Linked DNA regions of Arachis hypogaea: regions 1 and 2 are each linked to region 3. Evidence: chromatin contacts called from public Hi-C data. All regions are on one chromosome and are shown on one strand. Each heading gives the region's core, a stretch centred on a gene start, on an enhancer-like site or on the middle of the called end of the contact. The rest is flanking DNA. Distances are from core to core; before and after follow the strand shown. Region 1 holds the start of LOC112790703 (galacturonokinase). Region 2 holds the start of LOC112790696 (protein NDL1). Region 3 holds the start of LOC112790697 (K(+) efflux antiporter 4).

What was found. A called contact is a pair of places that touch in the nucleus more often than the background predicts.
Region 1: a contact with region 3 is called in a Hi-C map of an unstated tissue, with 3 times the contacts expected there. The contact joins the promoter of LOC112790703 here to the promoter of LOC112790697 in region 3. A contact is called at or near these places in 3 of 8 Hi-C or Micro-C datasets (leaf and an unstated tissue).
Region 2: a Hi-C map of leaf shows a contact between it and region 3, with 6 times the contacts expected there. The contact joins the promoter of LOC112790696 here to the promoter of LOC112790697 in region 3. A contact is called at or near these places in 3 of 8 Hi-C or Micro-C datasets (leaf and an unstated tissue).

Annotation. Positions count from the first base shown.
Region 1 is chr3:76,611,173-76,615,807 of arahy.Tifrunner.gnm2.J5K5, reverse strand. LOC112790703 (galacturonokinase) reads right to left here and starts at 2,206. Exons shown (of 14, transcript XM_025833230.3): 1 at 1,932-2,206; 2 at 1,216-1,329; 3 at 954-1,025; 4 at 712-755; 5 at 9-159. The coding sequence starts at 1,967. LOC140183508 reads left to right here and starts at 3,007. Exons shown (of 5, transcript XM_072231957.1): 1 at 3,007-3,010; 2 at 4,379-4,635. The coding sequence starts at 3,007.
Region 2 is chr3:78,255,689-78,260,570 of arahy.Tifrunner.gnm2.J5K5, reverse strand. It overlaps LOC112790696 (protein NDL1), which reads left to right and starts at 3,436. Exons shown (of 10, transcript XM_025833223.3): 1 at 3,436-4,033. The coding sequence starts at 3,974.
Region 3 is chr3:77,376,150-77,381,026 of arahy.Tifrunner.gnm2.J5K5, reverse strand. It overlaps LOC112790697 (K(+) efflux antiporter 4), which reads right to left and starts at 1,278. Exons shown (of 20, transcript XM_025833225.3): 1 at 696-1,278; 2 at 41-84. The coding sequence starts at 936.

The DNA of each region.
Region 1 (4,635 bases), core at 957-3,456, 770 kb after region 3:
TCCCTGACCTTAGAAAGTTTGTTTCCTCTACTCTGTAGAGCATATACAGCTCCTCTAGCATAACGCCCCCATTTACATTGTTCTTGTTGCTCAGAAGAATCTTTTCTTGAGTTCCCATTTTCAGTGGTGGTTTGTATTGGCTGTTGAATCTCATCAACACTATCAAATACCAATGACTTTAAAGCTCAACATAAGGAAATATAGAGTGGAAGATATACCTATTATACAATGGAATTCAGCAAGTTGAAGACAACAACATGATGCAATGAAAATCAGAATAACACAAGATCATAACTGACAGTTGAAATGCCAACGAGCTAGTTAGTATCACAATTGATAATAGGCCCAAGTTGTAAAAATTTGGACGTAATGATTATGTCTGGTGCAATCTTCCTCCTCCACCCGACACACACACACACATGCACGCACACACACTCCCAATAAAATAAAAAAGAAAAAGGGAACCCAACATCCAGCCATATAAATAATGATAGTCAGTAAAGCTTTACTTCATTTTTCCATTGGTAAGACTTAATGATGATATTTCATCTTCATTAACTATTTCTTCACATGTCTTGTAACACTAATTGTTTCCACAGAAGTGGCACACATCCAAATGAATGCAGCTGACAGGATAAATTTACAAGTGATGAGGTGAAAACTTCAACAAAATACATAGGAGAAAACAAGACTTTATGATCACCGACAGACCTGAACCGAACTTGCCCTTCAAAATCTCCTGAAATAAGTAACACCTACAAGATAAAATCCCAAGGACCATTTCTTAAACAGTGGAAGGTATTATGAATAATCAGTACACATGTTACTATTGAAAACTACGCATATAGCTTAGCAAAGGTAGATACTAATAACATGCTTAGCTGCAAAATGAACAAATTTGCAGATGTCGTCTCATGTTTTTCAAGATTGTAAATTGAACGTTGTCAAATTACCTCACTACTTCTTGAAGGGACAAACCCTAGAAGTATTCCCATATCTAATGTCATGGCCGAAACAGTCCCACCCTGCAAGTAGCAAAGTGCAATAGAACTCATTCGAATTTCAGGTGAAATTACATGAGGAGGCTGCCAGGAAATTGAACGAGTAAACAGCTCCAGTACGTATTGCTTAGTCCCGTTTCCGATAAAACTTGTTCAAGATCAATCATTGAGTTAAAATTGTACTGTCATAATAGAAAGACATATACTGAAGTACCTGGTGATCAATATGAGCCCCTAAAGGACAAATTCGATAGGGAGATGCCACAATTCGAACTTCCTCTTTCGTAACCCCTGCCATGTTAGAAACTATCCGTCTCACTTCAGCTACCTGCAGGTTACAACAAGAATTAATCACGACATTTGAAAGAGTATTGAATCCGACTGGATGTTTAATCAAAAAGGCACTTTTCACTTTTCGGTCTACATTCTCATTCTATATATATTTTTCCCAATTATTCCACCTCCACTGCGATTTACAATTCCTTATTGATTCTTAAAATGCTCAGAAAACTCAACAGTAAACGATCTTGGCAAGGTGTCAAAGAGTGTACCAGCATAACCTTACGAAATTATAGGCATACTAAACAGTAATACTATCCTAATATTAGCAATTTTAACACAATTCAGCGTAGTTTTAACACAATTCATGGAACCATATTATCTGGTTATTAATCAATCTTCTATATTTAGCATTTCATGGCATCACAAATCTCACCGACGCAGATCCTGGCATTAGAGATCAGAGCAAGCAAAATATACAGTTACTGATCCGTACGCAAGCCAAGTAGTATTAAGAAACAAGCTCGAAAACAAAAACAACACGAGATCGAATTTGAAAACGAAAACAATAAGAAAAAAAGCAGCGTGAAAGCGCGTAATGCAGCAAGGCGAAGTGAATCGGAATGCGGAATTGGTATATAATGTGTGTACCGCGCGATCAGAAGGCCAAGAGTAGTGTCGAGCCATATCCGCCGCAAGCAGTGACTAACTCTCGGTGCAATGCGGTGGATGAGGATGAGAATGAATTGATGATTGTGAAAGAAAGTGAGTGTGGATCTGTCGTTTGGTGAAGCGCCAAAATCAGTTGAAACGGGTCTACCGACTACCGTAGTGGTAGACAGACCACAATTCATTTCTCTTTTTTACCCTCGCTGCAACATCTCGCCACCCCCACCTCATTTTTTTTAAAGAGTAAAGTTATAATTAGGTTTTTTGAGAATTTTAATTTTATTTATACTAATTAATTTTTTTTAAGTATAAAATAAAACAAAATGTCTATATATTTTATTATTTATAATAGAATATGTTCTGTTGTTATATGAATAAAAAAATGATATAGTTTTACACAGTAAAATATTTATTATTTTTTAAATTTTTATATCATTTTTATTAATTATTTTTTATTTATTATAAATTTTATTAAAATAGATAAAGTTTTACTCTAAAAATTATTATTTGTATGATGATTTTTTATAAATATATATATTACATTAAATAATAGTACATATAAAATATTACTATTAAATTTTACGAGATAAATTAATAAAAAAATATCACGTATTTATGATTTATCGTTTATTATTATTAAGGATCAAATTGATATTTTTTTTAAAGACTAATTAATTTAAAGTCAAAATTTATCGTGACTTAATTGTTACCTTATTTTTTTAACAGAATATAAAACATCAATTATTTACAATAATAAATATTAATATTTAAATTTTAAATCTAAACCTAAATGTCAAAAAAAATCTAAACCTAAACTTTTCGTTTGATTTTTATTGTACACTAGTGTATGTATCTGTACCGTGTATACTCTCTCTCTCTCCAACTGAAAGTTTACAAGTCACCAAAATACATACAAACATCGGATAATAATTAGCTGTAGGTATATATTGTGAGTTGAAAAAAAAGAATTTTTTTATTTAAATTAAATAAATATAGAAGTCACCAAAAAAAATTATAGTATTTATCGATTTAAATAAACGAAGAAAAATTTACCAAAATGCGTAATTAGTCACATTTTAGATATAATATGAGAAACTAAAAAGCAAACATATCTCGAGTGTACAACCCCATTATATGATGCGGAATCTGAGAGTCATATCTCGGGTGCACCCGAGATATGAATATAAGCTCATCTCAAATACAATAGTCTATATCATAATATAAGCATATCTCAGATGCAGTGTATCCGAAATGCGCTTATGTTCATATTACGAGTGCATCCGAAATATGACTCTTAGATTCCGTATCATAGAACAAAATCAGTGCACTCGAGATATGTTTGTTTTTTATTTTTTCACTGCTTTTGAGATATGACTAAAAATATATTTTAATAAATACTTACATGTTTATTTAAATTGATAAATATTATATTTTTTAATTTAAATAAAAAAATTTTAAAAAATGAATATAATAGGTAAACTTATTCAAGAATTTTTACCTAATTGGTAAAACTATGCTTATACAGAATAGTTTGTCAATGAAGACCTACTTTTCTCGTTTATATCAAGGCACACAAAATAAAACAATTCATGATTTTAGATTAAGACCTTCCATTTTTATGGTAAAATTTTATTTTACAACAGAAGAAATTCATTAAGAACATGAGAAGAAAATTATAATGAATTTCGAGAATAAGCTTCCCCAATAAAAAAGTAAAAAAGATAAAGAATAAAGAACAAAAAAATTAGAACCTCACAATTCCTGAATATAAAATTGCCAATATAAAAAAGAGCCATCAATTAAGGTAATGGGATAACATAATCTATGAATGCTAAAACAATAACAAAACAATGATCCATGTACGCAGAGACCTAAATTAAAATTAAAAAAGAACATGTGTCATAATTATAAATAAAATGCGCTAATTTTTCAATTGTACGCCAATATAGAGTTATAATATAAAGTAAGGCAACCTGTGCACAAAATAACTTCCCACTAAAAATATCAAAAGTCTCAAAATTATTCTCCCATAACTCCTTTAACTCAGATTAAAGATTGTAAATATATGTCAATATTTTTATTAAGAGAAGAAGGACCAGAAATAAACAAAGACAACATTATAAAATGTTGTTTTATACAATCCCATGAAGACAAGTTATATATCATTAAAACTACTGGTCAAATACTATATCTACTATTTATTGTTTTAATTATTGTTCTGAAAACCGAACCGGACCGGTCGGTTCGACCGGATTAACTGGGAACCGGTCATTTGTCTGGTTCGGTTGCTGTGAAGAACCGTTCTGCAAAAAATCGGCTTAAAAACCGGTCAAACCGGCGGTTAACCGGTGAACCGCTCAAATCACTCGGTTTTTCCCGGTTCAGTGATATATATATATGTTAAAAAAGAGAAAAATTCAAACGTTCAGAACCTCAGGCCCTCACCCACCCCTGCCCCTTTCTCTCTCTCTCTCTCTCGGCAAACCCAAACCCTAACGGCATAGGAACCCAACCCTATCCCATCGCCGAGCTCTTCTCTTCCGATAGACGGTGTTGTCGCCGCCGGCAAAGACAGACTTGGGTGCCGTCTTCGCTCGTGGAAGGTCTGCTCGCTTCTCGATCCTCTTCTCCTCGACGTCAGGTGCATGTTCGGAACTGTTGGCGACGCCGCCGCGAAGGGCTTCTC
Region 2 (4,882 bases), core at 2,187-4,686, 880 kb before region 3:
AGAGTCTTGGAATTTTTTGGTTCGGCCTCATGTCCAGAATAAGGGGGCAGTGATCCGATGAAATGGCCGGTAGAGCCATGAGTCTGGCATGATTAAACATTTGTCTCCACTTCCAATTAACCATAGCCTTATCTATCCTTTCTCTTGTTACGACACCATCTCTTGGGTTACTGAACCAAGTGAATTTGCTCCATTTTAGCTCCAAATCCATGAGGTTCTTTTTGTTCACCAAGTCTCTGAATTCCTCTATTTGGATTGGCGGCTTTGGGTGTTTTCCAACTTTTTCATCTTGATTAAGAATGTCGTTGAAGTCCCCAATGAAACAACTCGGCTCATCTACCATGTCCTTTGACTCACCTAATACTTGCCAAGTTCTTCTTCTATGCTTGAAAATTGGATTACCGTAAACAAAACAACACTTCCAATCAGGATCATTTTTACTCTTTATATCTGCAAAAATGAAATTTTGACACCATAAGTAGACAGAAATATTAACTTTTTCATTCCATAACAAACATAGACCTCCGGACAAGTCCCGGGATTCTACACAAAAGACATTTTTAAACTGAAGCTTTCTTGCTATTTTTCTTAATTTTTCCTCCTTAGCTCTAGTTTCCATAAGGTATACTATGGCGGGCCTGTGCTTACTGCACAGGTTTTTCAGTTCGGAAGCTGTCGCGGCCGCCGCCACACCACGACAGTTCCAACTTAGAATAATCATGGCTGAGGTGGGGGCATGATTAGGCCCGCTTCCTCATCCGTAGTTGCTATTCCTTGCTCTACCCTGGGTCTGCTGCTTCCTTCCTGAACAATATGGTTCTTGTTCCTTTTGCTGTTCCTTGATTCCTGATCTCCTTCCCCACTGAACTCTGTGATGTTCCTTCCTCCACTATCATCTCTCTTTCTTTTGATTTTCAGGTTATACTGCATCCCTATGCTCAAGACTTCTTCCCATATCTTCAAGTTGTTGTTGAGTTGATTGCTTGCCTTTGATTCTTCTTCTTCTTCATCTGAAGCCAATTCAACATAATAAATATGCCCTTTTTCATTCTTGTAAGATTGTTTCTCCTTGCGTTTTCCAGCATCGATCCATTTCTCCACTTCTTCTCTCATGGTCCATTTTAGTCCAAGTTCAGTTTTCTTTTCTACATCTTCTGAATGTTGCCTCCATGATTCTTGTTGATTTTTGAGTATATCGGCTTGGTTAACGTTTCCTTGATGAAGAAACCGTGTGTTGTGGCCCACTGAGTTGGTTGGTTTTGCTTGTAGTCCACTTGGGGGCATTTTGGTTGAGCCCATTTCATTTGCCTCCTGGAGGTTGATAAATTCTTGTTGGGCTTGCTTCTTTATTGTATTCTCTTCTCTAGTTAGACCATCTTTGGGCTTGACCCAATTAGATGGCCCAATATTAGAATTAGCTCCTTTTATGTTTTCTTCCTCAGCACCACCCATTTTCTCCTTTTGTGTGACTTCTTTTGTCCTTTCTGCATTCTTTCCTTTTGCCTCTTTTAGGTTTTGCAGAGTTCGTCAGAGAACGTTGAGAAGGCACATTTCTCTAAGTTCTAAGCCACTTCCTTGTACCAGTGGGCTTACTTCCTTGTCTTCTTCCATCTTTTCGCTGCCAATCTTCTCCCCTTCTCGTAATCTTTCTTTTCCCGATGAGACCTCTATATCTGGGATGTCTAATATCTGCTGGTCCTTAGGTTCGTCTTCTGAGCTTTGACTATCTCCACCTTCCTTATCTCTCGTGTGGTGTTCACGCGCCTCCTCTTGTTCCTTGAGCTGCTGTTCCCATTTGTCTTCATCTTCTTCTACTTTTAGCGATCTCGCCCTTTCAATTGCTAACTCGTTGTTGTATCTGGGTTTTGGAAGCACGTTATTTGTTTTTGGTTTGGGCCAACTTGGTTACATGGTTACATGAATGTGTAGCAAGCCCCTTTTTAAAATGGTCATCAAAAAATTTTTTACTCAAATTTAATTTGTCCTTCAAAGATTTTAAGTTAATCACATTGGTCATTCGGTCACTTTATTTGTTGACGGCGCCAAAATTTATTAATATTACACGTTAAATGATACTACAACACACACTTAAAAATTTTAATTGACTGCTAACATAATAAATTTATGAAATTAGATCAAATCAAAACCTAATTAAGGAAGACATTGAGGCATTAGAATTCCTCAATTTGGCATTGATTTGATCTAATTTCATAAATTTATTATATTAGCTCCTAATTAACACTATTAAATATGTGTTGTAGTGTCACATAACGTGTCACATCAACAAACTCTTATGCCATTAACAACGGAAATGACAAATTAAAGAGACTACTAACATGACTAATGTAAAATATTTAAAAGACAAATTTGATAAAAAAAAATTTAAAGACTAATTTAGAGAACAAATAATCTTTCAAGAACTAATTTAATTATTTATTCAATAATTATGTATTTTTTTATTATTTTGACTCCCTGTTTATTTATACATATTATAATACAAATACATTTTTATAACTATCTCAAAATTTTGGTGTATTTAAACTTTATTTCCAATAAGTTCTCTTTTTAATTGAGATATAAAATTTAAGACTTTGTTATTAGTCATAGTTAATATGGTAAAAATACTTCAATCAACTTTTCTTTATATTAGGACACCTTTTCTTTTTTTTTTTTCAAATACATATATTCTTTGAAAGAGTTTCATATTAATTTATTCTATTTCTATATCTAATTCTAATCATCATTCACTTATATTATCAAATATTTTGAAAATTTAACAAATTAAATATATACATCTTATTAAATAATCTAATTTTTAATTATTAATATATAATAATTAAACTTTAAAAAATATAGAAAGACAGTAAAAAAGGTACAACCACTAGTACGTTATAATAAGAGCAAAAAATTCTTGTTAATTGATTCATATATTTGTCTTCATTATTATATATAGGATAAAGTAGTGAACGTAGTTTTCAGAATATATACATGGAAATGTATTTAAACATGGAATCAACACTTGTTACATTAGTACATTTTGTTAAACGCCAATGCAAATATTTAGTGATGACTTCTTTCAATTTATTTATTACCATCGGTTTGGTAAAGAATAAAGACGTGAACAAAAGAATATATATTAAATATATAAGAAGGAATTAATAAATAGGAAAAGGGCAAAAGAAATGTGGCGGAAGATGATTAATGATTAATGATTAATGATTGGAGTCAAATGAAAGGCAAGCAACCCACCATTTTTTAACTTCTAAGGTCCCCCTCCTACAAATGTGTCCACGTCTAAAATGTGGCTAAATTACATAAACTACAAAACAAATGTTAAATTAATTAATTATTAATTAATTTTTTAGAGGGAGAAAAGAAAAGTGGGCCAATGGGAGAACGCCATGTATAGAAAGAGAGTCAAAGGGAGAAAATTTTGGGGCCAACGGAAACAATAGGCAGTGTCAAGTCATAAAAACTTCGCCCTTTTTTCTGGTCAGAGACGAAAAAAGAGTAAAAAGGAACCCGTGAATTACGAGCCCCATAGATCTTGGTTATTCTAATTTTAGTGAAATCGTTTTCAAGACCCAAAAAACGGCGTCGTTTCTAGGCGCGGTTAAAATTCTGTTGGGTTTTAAGCGTCGGTGCCGGTAGGGTGGGTAAAATCGTAAATATAATAAACAAACGAAAAACATAAACGTTATGTTTTGTTTTGTTTAGTTTATGTTTGTGGATTTCACAAACACGAAAATAAGAGAGTGTGGGAGAAATTGGAATAGAATTGGCTTGGTATATAAGCCATTGAAGGCATAAACAAATAAAGATACATATTAGAGAGAAGAAGAGAGACAGAGAGAGGTCTATAATTTTCTCAAACTTCGGTGGTTGGTGGAGGCTTCTTTGGAGTTCAGGGGGCTTCCATATACAGCAAGAACAAGAACAACAACGGTAGAATCAGCAGACCAGAGCTACGGCCATGGCAGAATCCAGTGATTCCGTTTCACTCGACATGGAGAAGATCTACCTCGGTGGAAAGGTTCCATTCAATGCTTTACCATTTTTCCTATTTTCTTGATTTTCTTTGTTGGGGTTTAAAGGTTGAAGTTTTTTTTTTGGGGGGGGGGGGTGGGGTGGGGAGGAGGGGAGGGGGGAGATACAAGTTGATCAATTTCAAGTACTTGTCAATTGGGTGATTAATTAATGGGTTCCAATTTTATTTGTTTTGTGTTTGGTTTGCGCCATTGCTGAACGTAAAGGGAATATGTTTAGAAGTCGAAGGAAAGTTTCAGTCAATGGGATTCTCCTTTCTTTATTGTTTTAGCCGTAGGTTCTTATTTTGCATTGCGGAATATTTTAGTTGCGCAAGAAAGTTTCTTGACTTGTTTGTTTTTACTTGGAAAATTTTATGGGATTGGCTTATTTTCTTTTTCCTTTTTGTTTATCGTTCTTGATTTCTTTCTACACGGTCTTTCTTGGAACGTATTTGTTTCGCTGAGTCAATTGGAAATTTTGAACATAACAACTAGCGGATCTGCTCATTCCTTATTTCTCACATATTCTTTTGTACCTCCATCCTAAGTTTAAGTTGCAACGCTATTGCTTTTCTTTTCCATTGGGAAATTTTACGCTTTCTTGTTTTCCTTTTCCTTATTATTTGAGTTATTGGATGAGTTTTTACTTTATAGTCATCCTTATCCTTTTAAACAGCCTAAGACAGTATCCTGTTTTTAATTACCTTGACTTTGTTGTCTTTCTGAAGCACTCAATGGCTGGAATATGGAATGGCTTATTTATTTAATTCATCATATTGGTCAGTGATACTAATGTGGTATTGTTGCTTGTTAGTTTGGTTGTCCTATTAAGGGGCAATGTTAGGGAACAAACA
Region 3 (4,877 bases), core at 29-2,528:
ACAATCGCCCCAGGATTGCTAAAAGCAATTCGCTACATACCTGCTGTTCAGCAACACTATTGTTGAAACCGCCAGCATCATTACCTGCAAAAGAATCCAAGTATATGCCAAAATTCATTTGAGTAAAATTTTCCACAATGACACGTGTCAGTTTATACCAACGCGTTCATTGAAAATAAAAGTAAATAGGAAGGTTGGATCAAATTACTTATATGCATTACATCCTATTCTCAAATTCTGTAAGAAAACGTATTTTCAAGATAAGCACACACTTCTAAACTTTAACGTTGCTCAAAATGTCCTCATGTCCTTGCATGATTTTAGAAATGGATGAAACTGATATAAGTAACTTCCTATAGTCTTCCTGACAGGAAAATATTCGAAAGCCCGAAGGATTCCAGTGGTTCTCCTTGTTCATCATAAAAACCGAAACGAAATGCATTACTAAGAGAATAAAGAAAGCAGAAGAATATGAATCCGGAAGCACGTCCAGCTCACAATTCAAATCCGGAAATTACAGATTAAGGCATTCAAAGGAAATTGGAACTGCAACCTCACGGCATTTCAGAATATTCATATTTCACAGGCATAACTCATAAACACGATCAGGAGAGGTTCGGCAACCAAATTAAACAAGCAAAATACAGAAAATGTGTATGAATAAGAAAGAGTGAAAAGAACGTAGATCTGCGAACCTTCATTCTGTTCATTCTCGGGGAACTCTCTCTCGAGCGCCCGATCAATCATGTTGGCGAAGCTATCCTCGCCGGATCTCGCAAGCGAGGCATTGCCGGTGGCGGTTGCGTTGGTTCCACGGAGGAGAAGCTCCGGCTCGGACTCCGACTCAGCAGAGACGAGAGAGAAGAATGAGGGACAAAAGAGAAGCAGGTCGCAGAGAAGGAGGAGGTTAAGAATCGAACTCGATAACAACCTCATCTCCCAGACTCGAATGAGAGAGAGAGAGAGAGAGAGAGAGAGAGAGAGAGAGAGAACGGGAGAGTTGGCTACACTGCCGGAGAATTAATAAGAGGAAGGTGGTTGGCGCGCGAATATGGCTATGTTACGCAAAGGAAGATGCAGCAGAGGGAAAATGTGTGAAAGCAGTGAGAGCGAAAGGGGAAAGAAGCGTTGTGTTGTGGAGTGTAAGTGGGAAAGTACCAAATCATCCTCCAATCCTCCATGTTCTGCGAGTGTAGTGAGGAGGGCAGAACTCAACTTAACTATGCACATTCAGGCGCGTGTACACAGTCCACACCCCAAAAGAATATCAAGATGCTTGCCGATTCCTATAAATTAAGGACAAGTTACACAATAACCAAGTCTTTTTTTTCTTACACTTTCACAATAACGAGAAGTGTTTATCAAAAGACAATAAGCAGTTATGGCCCCAAAAAGGAAACAACAAACTACTAGGCCAGCATCAGTAACCCAAAATATTTGGGCTAGAGTAACAAAACAAGAGTGAAATGTCTTTCTGACACTGCTTTGTTCACCTCATTCGGCCCAATCTATAAAATAAAATGGTCATGTCAATGTTCAGTACAATTTTTTTAATTAAATATTTACAACTTTTTGTCACCATACAAAAATAACAAAATTTTATTTGCTATATGTTATTCGACGGGATAAATCTGGGTAATCGATAAGCCAAAGTCGATTTCATGATAATAGGAGATCTAGGGAAGATATGTTGAAAGGAGAATTTGAAAAGAATTCAAATTCAACATAGTTGCTTATAAATCGACTATTTGTAAAGGATTTGAGGTGGTCTCAGCAATATAGTATTCGAAAGAGATTTTCGATTTTTAATCTTTTCAATAAATAAAGAAGTCAGTTTTTAAAGTTAGTAAATACGGTGTTTTGTTGATTTTTAGTAAATTGATAATGGTTGAATTTTAATGGTTTAGAAGCGAAACCAACTCCTCTTTTACAAGTACCAATTTTCTAAAAATGTATCAAAGACTTTCGAATTAGACAGGATTAAAAGAAAAGACTGAAGAGGCAATAAATAAACAAAAGGATTTGAAAATAAAAATGACAGGAATCGAAATGGTTTGTCTTAAATTTAAATAAAACAATAAAATGTCTTCGATTAGATCGAAGAACTTCGAATTCGAAAATAACAATGTGAAAATATAAATTTGAACAAGGAAATTAAATGTTGCTTGAAAGATAAATTTGCGAGAAAAGTAAAGTTTGCAGAAAATCTAAATGGAAAGTAAAACAAGTGGAAGGAATCCTACAGAAAATTGACTTGAAGCAGATTTAGTAAGTCATTGGGGATATGAGTATGCGTGAGTAATTTTCGAAGCAAAGTTCCAACCCTTGTGACTTTGAGCCTTCTAGTATTTATAACCATTTCCTTAACTGACTAATTTGAAATGAAACTCCCACGTGTGCGAAAATGTGAATAACTGTTCCCGCTCTTTTGCCTGATCATGTGATGGTTCTAGAATGACTTTCGATTTCAGTCTTCGATCTTCTTTGTCGAATACCTCCTCGATTTGCTAAGTCAATCAGACTCTTCCTTAATATCCCCAAACACGTATCTCTTTTGATTTCAACTTCTCTCCTAAAGTTCACTTAATTACTGGAATAACATCCTCCTTCGAATTCAATTATTTTTTTGCCAACAAATTGTTTCTTAGGATTAGTGTGTTTGTTCTCGAAATAATTTTTTTTGGAAAGTGAAACACTTAATCCTAATTTTATCATTAACGGGAATCAACATGATTATCCATAAATGACATTTATTTTCCCTATTAACTTTTCATCTGTTTGACACGTCTCCCATGATTTGCACTCTCTCTCTTCCACCACTTCACCTTCTTTAGGAAGTTGCCTCTCTTTTTTAATCTTTCTTTGTAACAACGGTTAAAAACAATTCTTCCTCTTTAAATTTGAGTTTTTTTTTTACCGTCAATACTTCCCAAATTCTTACTTTTGAAGCTTCAATTTCTCTTTCACCTCTGAGCTCTCTCTTATTTCTGCAACTGCAACTTTCTTCCCATTTCTCACCTTGATCAACAATGGCTTCCTCTTCAACCCGTGTTGCTGTACAAGACAAAGGCAAAGGCCCTATGACTCAATCCCAGGCTCCCCCAACCTTACAAATACTCAACCAAATCAACGACAAGATTATTGAAGACCCTTAGCCTCAAGTCGATGACACAAGGATTCTCATTCTGTTCAACATCGGCGACGAAACCCACCGTTTTGTTGGCCCTATTCAGAACTTGGAACGGGCGCACAAACATATCCACTACTTCCCGATGTACAAGGGGAAGATTTGCTAATCAACCAAAACCTCATCATTTCTCATTTTATTAATCCTCAAAAACCTTCAGGAACAACCCTAAAATTACTCCACGAGGGGCTGATTTTAGGACCTAGCACAGGCGTCTCGAATGGGAGAAAAATGCTACCTGGAGGGATCTTAGCATCCAGGACCTCCTACGACTCTCCCACTTCATACCCATAACTCACTCCTGAATGATTGGGGCGGTGGTCAATTTCTGGAATAGTACCACAAATAATTTCCACCTCCCTTGTGGAATGGTTGGAATTTCGCTCCTTGACGTGGCTGCCATCACTGGTCTCCCCATAAACCACAGGACTTCTTATAGTGAGTTTATCGTTCATAACATGGGTAAGGAAAATGAACCCGTGACTAATGACGAGCATATTGCGTTTCTGTTCTATTGGCTGAATGCCATTGCTTTTAGCTCTCGAAGCATTCAAATGCAGAAACTTTTCCTCCCTCTGGCTGCCCTCTTGCATGAGGTTTATTTAATTTGGCCAAGTTGCTTTTGGGTCACTTATTCGAAGAACTTGGCTACCTGGTCAATTGCCTTATAAACAATTCTCGAATTAATGTAGAAGATCCCCTCTAGCTCCTCTAACTCTGGTTGAATGCTATTTTCGAGAAGTTCATGCAGAAAGATGGAAATAGTTCATCTGATAAACAACACATCGAAGGGTTTCGATTGGCCTCCTTTCAACCAAACTTCCAAGATACCCAGTCGAACGAGGATCGTTTCTGGGCTATTCTTTCTCTTTTTCACTCCTACAAGAATTTCAATAATAATGACTTTAATTTCACTTCTTTCCTGCGTCAAAATCGTGGTCCTTCATGGCTTGAACGCCTCCTCTTTTCAAATGATGATCAGGAGGATGAGATTGCGAATAGAAATTGGGCAAACCTACTAGCTATTCAGGTGATCCCAACTGGGATGCCTCAATACAAAAAAGAACAATTCAAGGCAACTCTCTATGCTCCTCACTATACTTCCAGGCAGTTGGGCTTTTCCCAAACCATTTTGACTCCACTTCCTCGAAACAGTAAACCTTTTTATCACGTTGAGTTAGTTTCGAAGGAAGCACTCGATATTTGCCTCTCTTCCAATAAAAAAAAAGATGAAGTACAATCACCTTTTTTACGAGCGTAGTTCATACATCACCAAATCCTATTTCGACTTGGAGACTACATATTTTTCCAAGTATGGTCGCTCCCTTGAAAAAAATAAAAATTCAGCCATCAGAACCATCCCAGCCACTGAAGGTTCACCAAGGAGGACTTCGAAAAGGAAAATCGAGGCTACAACACCTTCAAGACAACCACAAAAGAAAAGTCGACAAATTCTTCCAAAAGGGTAATCTTTTGATCAAATTCTTTGAAACCTTTCTCAATTGAATTTATTTGAACATGTCATGACTTTGATTTCTTCTTTAGTACCAGGTTCAATCTTCAAGTGAAAGGTCTTCAGAAGAGAGTGATCAACCAACATAAAATATCCCTGCTGCTTCTTTCGATTCGTATGAGGATTCAGAAACTGAATCGATTCCCCAACTAATTCGAAAAAGAACCATTCTGGTAA